2 separate regions of the Mus musculus genome follow, and region 2 is linked to region 1. The links are chromatin contacts, called in public HiChIP or PLAC-seq maps. All regions are on one chromosome and are shown on one strand. Each heading gives the region's core, a stretch centred on a gene start, on an enhancer-like site or on the middle of the called end of the contact. The rest is flanking DNA. Distances are from core to core; before and after follow the strand shown. Region 1 has its middle 28 kb from the start of Slc1a1. Region 2 holds the start of Rln1 (relaxin 1).

Region 1 (3,728 bases), core at 879-3,378:
TTTAAGAGAGAGGAACAACTTCTAGTCAAATTGTAAATATAATTTAATACTTTGACAACACTCCTGCTTTAAGACTTAGACATGAGGCATAAAACATGGAAAAGAAAAAGAACTAACTGGAAACACTTGCAACTGCAGTTTTGTAGGTAAAATGGTAACATTTTAGTAATGTTCTTAACTTTCACCTTAAAATGCATCGGAACTGAGAAAAAAAAATCCTAGATGAACTTCTTTGGAGTTTAGAAATGAGCTCATAAGAGGGGTTCCAATTACAAGCCTATGTGGTTCTGGGTCAGAAAGCATGAAGTAGCTAACACCAACCACAGGAATCTTCCGTAGACATTGAAGGACTGGACACACGTTTCCATAAAGGCCAGCCTTCGGAATGTAGCCCTGCTTCAGATACCACCCTATGGCCTTTTGGGATACAATGGGTTGTGCTCTACACTGGGGTAAGGACAAGATGTAGGTGCAACTACAAAACATAAAGGGAAATCAAAACCCACCCAAATAAAAACAAGTCTCCGAATTAGGAACTACAAACCGATAAGTGAACCTAAAGCTAAGACATAAATTGATTAGAATTGAGATCAATTTTTGATGAGTTGTAATGATGAATATAAAGATGATATAGCCACCATAGTACCCTTAGCAGTCTTACGATTTTGCACCATTTTTTTTAGACATAAGATACTCAGGGAGAAAAAAAACCCCACAGATACAGATAACTTGCTTGCTTCAGTTATGAAAATTATGCCAGTTACAAGCAATGAGTAACCAAGTAACAAACTGCCTACCTTTATCTGAGTCCTTTAGACCACCAGCCCCAAATCATTTTTGTAAAGAGGGTTCCGTGGGTCAAAGGGTTTGTAAGAGGATGTCAGTGTGAGTTATTAATACTTCACCTTGATCCCTGTTCTTAATTAATTGAATTAATTTACTCTAACTGAGGTTTTACATTGTTTATACTTAAGTATTCAAGGAGAAAAGAAAAGGCATGGATTTATCATAAAGAACTGTAAAGCAGAAATAACAAACAAAATCTAAAATGAAAAGGAATGAATATGATAGCTTGGAAACAGGGGAAAATAGTCCTTGAAAAGTGACATTTCATCTGGACAGTAGTGTTGAAAAATTTCTTCAGAGCATAGCGCAGAGGAACAAAGGGCTAAGGACATTGAGGAGACAATGAGTCTCAGAGGAGGGCCATGTGACTTTAGATCCATTCTGACAGTGTTTAGTCATTCTTAAAAACAATGTTATATTTAATGAAAATCTACATATGTAGTAGGATTATGCAAAATATGCAAAAGAATAATAGAGGCCAGATTCAAGAAAAGCTGTTTCTTCTGAAGTAGCAGGGAGTGGGGGGAGAGGTGAAAACGGAATCACATGGCCACCAGCACACAATTCCTTAACCTCTTACTGCCCTCCTTAGAAAACTGCTTCTGAGGCAGGCAGGCTTCTCTGGAACACACATGAAGAAGGCAGCCTGTTTGTAACCTGGCCCTTTCATTGCATGTCATTAACACCATCTGTTACCAATAGCTACATTCTTTCCCAAATATTATGTATCTAAAGAAAATATAACAAAATGTTAAGATTTATTGGGATGGCATGATGGGTAACGGCCTCCATTTTGGTCTCAGTATACCTCTTTGTCAAATGGAAATAAATCATTTGTAAGTCAATTTAGGAAGTTAAAAATAAGAAGCCAGGTAATTAGCATAAGCGTCTCGAGCTCTTTTTCTAGACTGAATTTCTTGGAGTCATTTCCTAACGCTCCTTACATATGCGAGTCCCAAATCTCTCTGGAGCCTAGCTGCCTCATCTGTGTGGCAAGGCAGGGTAAGATGGCAGCCTTGATCCCACCCCACCCCCAAAGCCGCGCCTTGTTGCAGGTATATCCAATTAAACATGACAACTAGGCAAATACTAGATCCGCTTCATGGGACTAAGGAACCTGTGAGAGTGACAATGGTGGCTGCTCTCAGTAAGGCAAAAGGAAGTGGCTGTGGGAGAAGGCAAGAGTTGCCCACCATCCCTCCCCTAACCATTACATCAATTCCGCACTTTGCTGTGCTTGGGGGAGGAGGTGTAAGGGGAGGTTCTGATGCTAAGGTCTAGCTTCCTGATTGGTTTTTGACTTGTCAGTAAAGAAGGCCTGGAGTCAATTGCTGGGCAGAAAGGGCAGGTGGGACTTCCGGGATCCAAGGCCAAAAAGAGAAGCAGGGAAGACAAGAGAGACTTTTTCTGCCATGCTTTGGAGGGAGGAGAGGGCAGTTATCATACAAGGCCTTAGAGACAGCTAGGGCCTGCGGCTTCTGCTACAGGCGGTGGCCAAAGATGTTTAGCAGGGGCTAAGTGGAACAAACCACTAAGTTTAGGGCAGGTGAGACAGAGATACCTTGCTAAAAGCACACATTTCCAGATCGATGATAGATCCCGGAGCTAAGCTGGGTGGAACGAAAGGGAGCCGAGAGAGGCTGGGCAAAGGCGGTAGCAAGTTTTTAAAACTACTCGCAACAAGGAAGAAGAGAATTAAGTTTAGATCTCATCGTGAAGTGATGTTCTGAGTGCACTACAGTGAAACCCCATGCTAGGCAAAGCCCCACCCGACTGCCAGGCCTGTGTGCGGAGCAACTGTAGCCACAGCAGCTGAATTAAACCAGATGGCCAAGAGCTTCCACTACACTTCTACACTTCTCCTACTTGGTTGAGGGATTTTGCCTTCTGAGAAAGGCATGGTACCCAGTGCCAGACCCATCCCTCAGTATAACCTGGGAGTTCAGTATGTTTGCCAGACCACAGACAAAACCTCTAGACCAGCTCTGGCATATCTAGAGATCTGTGTGCTGGTGGGACAAACTCAAGTTTTAGCCTACGTTCTGTCTAGCTTTGAGTGTGTCAGAGGCAAACCTGTCCCTCTCTTAAGATGATACAGGCTTCTATGGCTGTGAGACTCAAATATACCCCGCCTTGGTAAGGGATTATCCTCTCCAGCCGTGCACCAACCTCTCAAATAGGATATCTATCCTATCCAGTCCATATAGACAGATCTTTCTGGGCATTAGGCAAAGACCTGCTTCTTAGTAACATAGACTCACATTTTTACCTATTGGTCTTGACAAGCTATTGGCTTAGGGTATAGCATATCTTGGTAGTGTTGGCAACTGCCACTATGACATAAGGCCTGGGGGCTGCTATAGCTGAACACTAGGAACAGGCAGACCTACCCTATCCCTGAGAAAGACTTTTGGTACTAGACCATTTCTATGTTCTTTCATTTTTGCTTTGAATAATACTCCAGAGGTGTAGTTTGGGAAAGATCTGGTCTTGGAGTGCCTTTTAGTATTGAAATAGTAACACATTCCAGCAGCAGAATTCCAGCAACTGTGGACCTGGGCACCAGCCAATGCTGAGACAGTGTATGTAACTATAGGCTAAAAAAACATGATGAGGCTGCTTAGAATCTCTGGAAAGACAGGAACAAAACAAAAAAAGATTAAGAAGAGAAGAATGAATACCAATTCTTAAACATCCAAGTGGTGTCACAAGCCACGAGCACTTGAACTTTTAGAAATACTACCTTCCCTAATAAGGAGTCTGAAAATGGCCATTAGTAACCAGTGTAGTAGAGTTTTCAACTGTTTTGACTGTCTACTGAAACACTGCAGGCCAGGAGAGAATGGCTTAAGATTTACAAAGTACTGAAGGAGCAACAAAAT
Region 2 (3,728 bases), core at 799-3,298, 530 kb before region 1:
AATAAGAAAAATGATGAGATTTCAAATAACAGACAAATTGTGTATTTCAAAGACCAAAAGGCAAGGGCAGGTCAAATCCAAAATAACAAATTCAAAAAGTAACAATATCAAATAACAATATCAAAAAGTAAGTAGAGACTAAATTATAATTGAAATGAGGGGCTGGTTCTGGAGAAGATGGACAAAACTGAGAAACTTTTAGTTAGAACAACTGAGACAAAATAAAGGAGAAGATGTAACTGACTAAAATTACAGACAAAGATCAAGGCCAAATAACTCAAGACAATTTTTTTTTTTTTTTTGTATTTTAGGTTTTTTTAGTAAGACTTCGTCCAGTTAGAGTCAAGAATGTTTGCTTAATTTCCAGTGCCTTTTTTTTAATGTATTGTAGAGTTTTAGGTCTTTAATCTGGTTATAACTAACAGCTGAGGTACCACAACTGAGGAGAGTTTGTTTAGTTTTGGTTTTTAAATTATGTTTGCTACAAAATACTATAGTTGCCTCATTGAGGACAACGTTAAAAGAAAGGAAGGATGGAAGGAAGGAAGGAAGGAAGGAAGGAAGGAAGGAAGGAAGGAAGAAAAGAGAGAGAGAGAGAGAGAAAGGAAGAAAACTAAAAGGGCTTTATATGCTATGGACAGTCTAATAAATCAAATTCATTTAAAAATTTGAAAAGAAAAAAATGGATAAATTTCTAGATATAAACTTATCAAGATTGACCCGTGACGACATAGACAACCAGAAGAGACTAAGTCAAGTATGGAGCATGTGTAACCAAGTCTCCCAACAAAGAGAAGTTCAGCCCCAGGTGGCTCTGTCGCTGAATCTTACCAGATTCTCAAAGTATTCCAAAGAATCAGTTTATTCTCTCAGTTCAGCATTGCTCCATACCAAAAGGAAACAGAGACACAACAAACAAAACTATAAACCAATGTCATTGATAAACATAGATACAAAACCACTCAACAAAATATTAAACCATCAAAAAGATCATTCATGGTGATGAAGGTGGATGAGTCCGAGAGGCAAGGGTAGTTTACCATATGCAAATCAATAAATGTAATATATCATCAGAATGAATTGCAAAAGCTGTAAAAGTTATCTCCATATAAGCAGGTAAACCTTTGGATAAAAGTCAACACTGTATCATTATTTAAAGCAAGTTACAGAAAGAAAGTTGCTACCTGACATAATCAAGAGTGTACAACAAGCAGCAGCCTACAATCATATCGGATGCGGAGAACCTGAAAGCATTTCCTGTGATACTTAGAACAAGACAAGGGCATTGGCTCTTACTGCTCTCGGTCCCCATTGTCCTAAAGACTTTAGGATGAACCATAAGGCAACGAAGTGCGCAGAAAACAAGTAGCCAGGAAGGAAGTCAAATGGTGCAGATACTATGATTCTATCTATTAAACACACTCTCTCTCTCTCTCTCTCTCTCTCTCTCTCTCTCTCTCTCTCTCTCTCTCCATTATGACTAACAGAATATCCACTGTAGGATCTAAAACCAACCTACAAATCTCAACAGGATTTTAAAACAACCGTACTGAATTTGCTTAAGAGAAATCACAAAAGGTTCACGTCAGCAAAAGCAAACAAAAACAAAACAAAAAACACATTCCAGGTGAAAAGTCAGTTTCCCTCTTAATTAACAGTTTACCCTCCTCCCGTTATGTCTTCTATGACCGGACCTACCAGCAATTGCAGCCATAACCTTAGTGGGGTTAGAAGGTAACAAGAGAAACGTTCATGCTGGGAAGCCTTTGCTTGTAAGAAGATAGGTGGTCTCTATTGCTGATGTGACTTAGTCCAGGGGCCATGCCTTATTCTGTAATTAAGAAAAAACTTCAAATCCAAAGTGATTTTGGGATATAAGGTTGTTTGGGGGCAAGAATAAAGAAGACAGAAGGGTGGTGTGATGAATGAAAGGTGGGTAAGGGGAACGAGACTCAAGAAGACAATACCACGCAGGCTGAGGGTGGGAAGTGGGTGGAGCTGGAACCATCAACACTGGTGCTGAGAGCTCCCAAGGGATATAAAAGCCGGATTGAGCACTGGGGAAGCAGCAGGAGCCCAGTCCCGCCAAGGCTGAGCCGCCCAGAAGCAGCCCAGACCGGAATGTCCAGCAGATTTTTGCTCCAGCTCCTGGGGTTCTGGCTATTGCTGAGCCAGCCTTGCAGGACGCGAGTCTCGGAGGAGTGGATGGACGGATTCATTCGGATGTGCGGCCGTGAATATGCCCGTGAATTGATCAAAATCTGCGGGGCCTCCGTGGGAAGATTGGCTTTGAGCCAGGAGGAGCCAGCTCTGCTTGCCAGGCAAGCCACTGGTGAGCGCCTTCTCATCTCACCCCTTCTTCTCATGCTTCCCATTGGCTGACCACCAATTGGAAAGGTCCCCTGCCTCCCCCCGGGGCGGGGGAGGTTTGTGATCCCCAGCCTCAGGTTTGACGTGCTCGTGCTCGGTTGGGTCAGAGTTTCAGTGAAAACCTATCAGAGGGAATTGGATATGCTGCAGGCAAGGGCTTCATTTACACTAGGAATGGAGCTAGGACCTAACGGGAGCCAAAATCTGGGCTGTGGAGTATGCCCGGGCGGACTACTGCTCCCTGTTTGTAAGACACATCACCTAGGGAGCCTTGCTGTGCATCTTTTTTTTAACTGGGCTTGCAGTTTAATTGAGAGGTTGGGGGGATGTAAGAAAATCAATAAGGGCTAGCACGCAGACTATCATGACCGAAAACTCATTAGTGTCATAAAAATAACATTTGAATCCAAAATCTAGTAATTAAAAAGTGAATACCTGTATGAGTTCAGTTAGATTAAAATGTTATATTTGTGTCTATTATCTACAAACCAAACATACGGATTTCAAAAATAGTTGTAAATAAGGAATTTCAAGGCACAAAAGCTTGTAAGTTAACTCTGACCCCCGACTACAGCTGGCCTTTGCTTACTGGTTTTAAGTACATCAACTTTGCTTGGCAGCCGATGAAACTCTGACTGGACAAAATCTTAGAGCAAGGAGGGATTGGTAAACTGAGTTAAAGTTAGAATGTCTTCCTGAAGGAAAAAGGCAGGACTTCTGATAGACACAAAATGGTACAGAATGCCACCTGCTGTCACTGGTTTAGACTTGGAATGAACAGGTGTGACAGTGCCATCACTTTCCGTGCCAAATTCCAACGGCTGAAGTTGGTTGTTGGCTAAAAGGACAACGGGACCCTTAGGAAGGATCTTTGTCCCAGAGCACCCCAGTATAGGGGAACGGTTTGGCTTTCTCTGGAGGGTAAGCCTCCAAGGCTAACCTGGTATCTCCCTTGCACACTTAGGCTGTGCCTTTTGGATTCCTTGGTTTCATTCTTTCCAGAGGAGTGACTGATTGGTAAGCTGACACGCTGTTCTGCTGGACATGAAGAATGGCATCAAGAGCTGAGCTATTGCACTGTAATCTAAACTTGATTAGCATTGCCAGGTTTTTTTTGTCTGCTAACACTCTAAATTTGTGCATTTGGAATAGGTAAGAGCAGGGGGAAGGTCTGAGTTACTATAAAGAGTTTTGTAGGCAGAAAAAAAATTTTTTTTCCTGTAAATCTCCTAACTGACACTGCTGGTGGAAACAGTCCGTGAATGCTGAACTGTAAATGTGTACAAAGAAGGAAGGGGTCACTTGGTTCTAGAGGGTTTCCCACAGCACGGGAGCAAACACCACACTCAGCACATTGG

What was found. HiChIP or PLAC-seq counts read pairs in DNA pulled down with a chosen protein or histone mark.
Region 2: a contact with region 1 is called in an H3K27ac HiChIP or PLAC-seq map of embryonic stem cells, with 4 times the contacts expected there. The contact joins the promoter of Rln1 here to the enhancer-like site in region 1. A contact is called at or near these places in 3 of 39 promoter capture datasets (hippocampal neurons, liver and neural stem cells), 1 of 115 datasets of contacts at active chromatin or transcription factors (embryonic stem cells) and 1 of 9 other capture datasets (adipose tissue).

What each region holds. Positions count from the first base shown.
Region 1 is chr19:28,805,436-28,809,163 of GRCm38.p6, reverse strand. No RefSeq gene overlaps it. Among named protein-coding and RNA genes, the nearest start is that of Slc1a1, 28 kb to the left of the region's middle. Within about 2 kb of position 2,128, at least 12 of the 459 cell types and tissues checked have an H3K27ac peak or open chromatin away from gene starts, as enhancers often do. A contact at or near this core is called in embryonic stem cells, where this site is marked.
Region 2 is chr19:29,332,990-29,336,717 of GRCm38.p6, reverse strand. It overlaps Rln1 (relaxin 1), which reads left to right and starts at 2,048. Exons shown (of 2, transcript NM_011272.2): 1 at 2,048-2,332. The coding sequence starts at 2,122. Gm52390 (a long non-coding RNA gene) reads right to left here and starts at 2,080. Exons shown (of 3, transcript XR_003952902.1): 1 at 1,968-2,080; 2 at 1,699-1,831.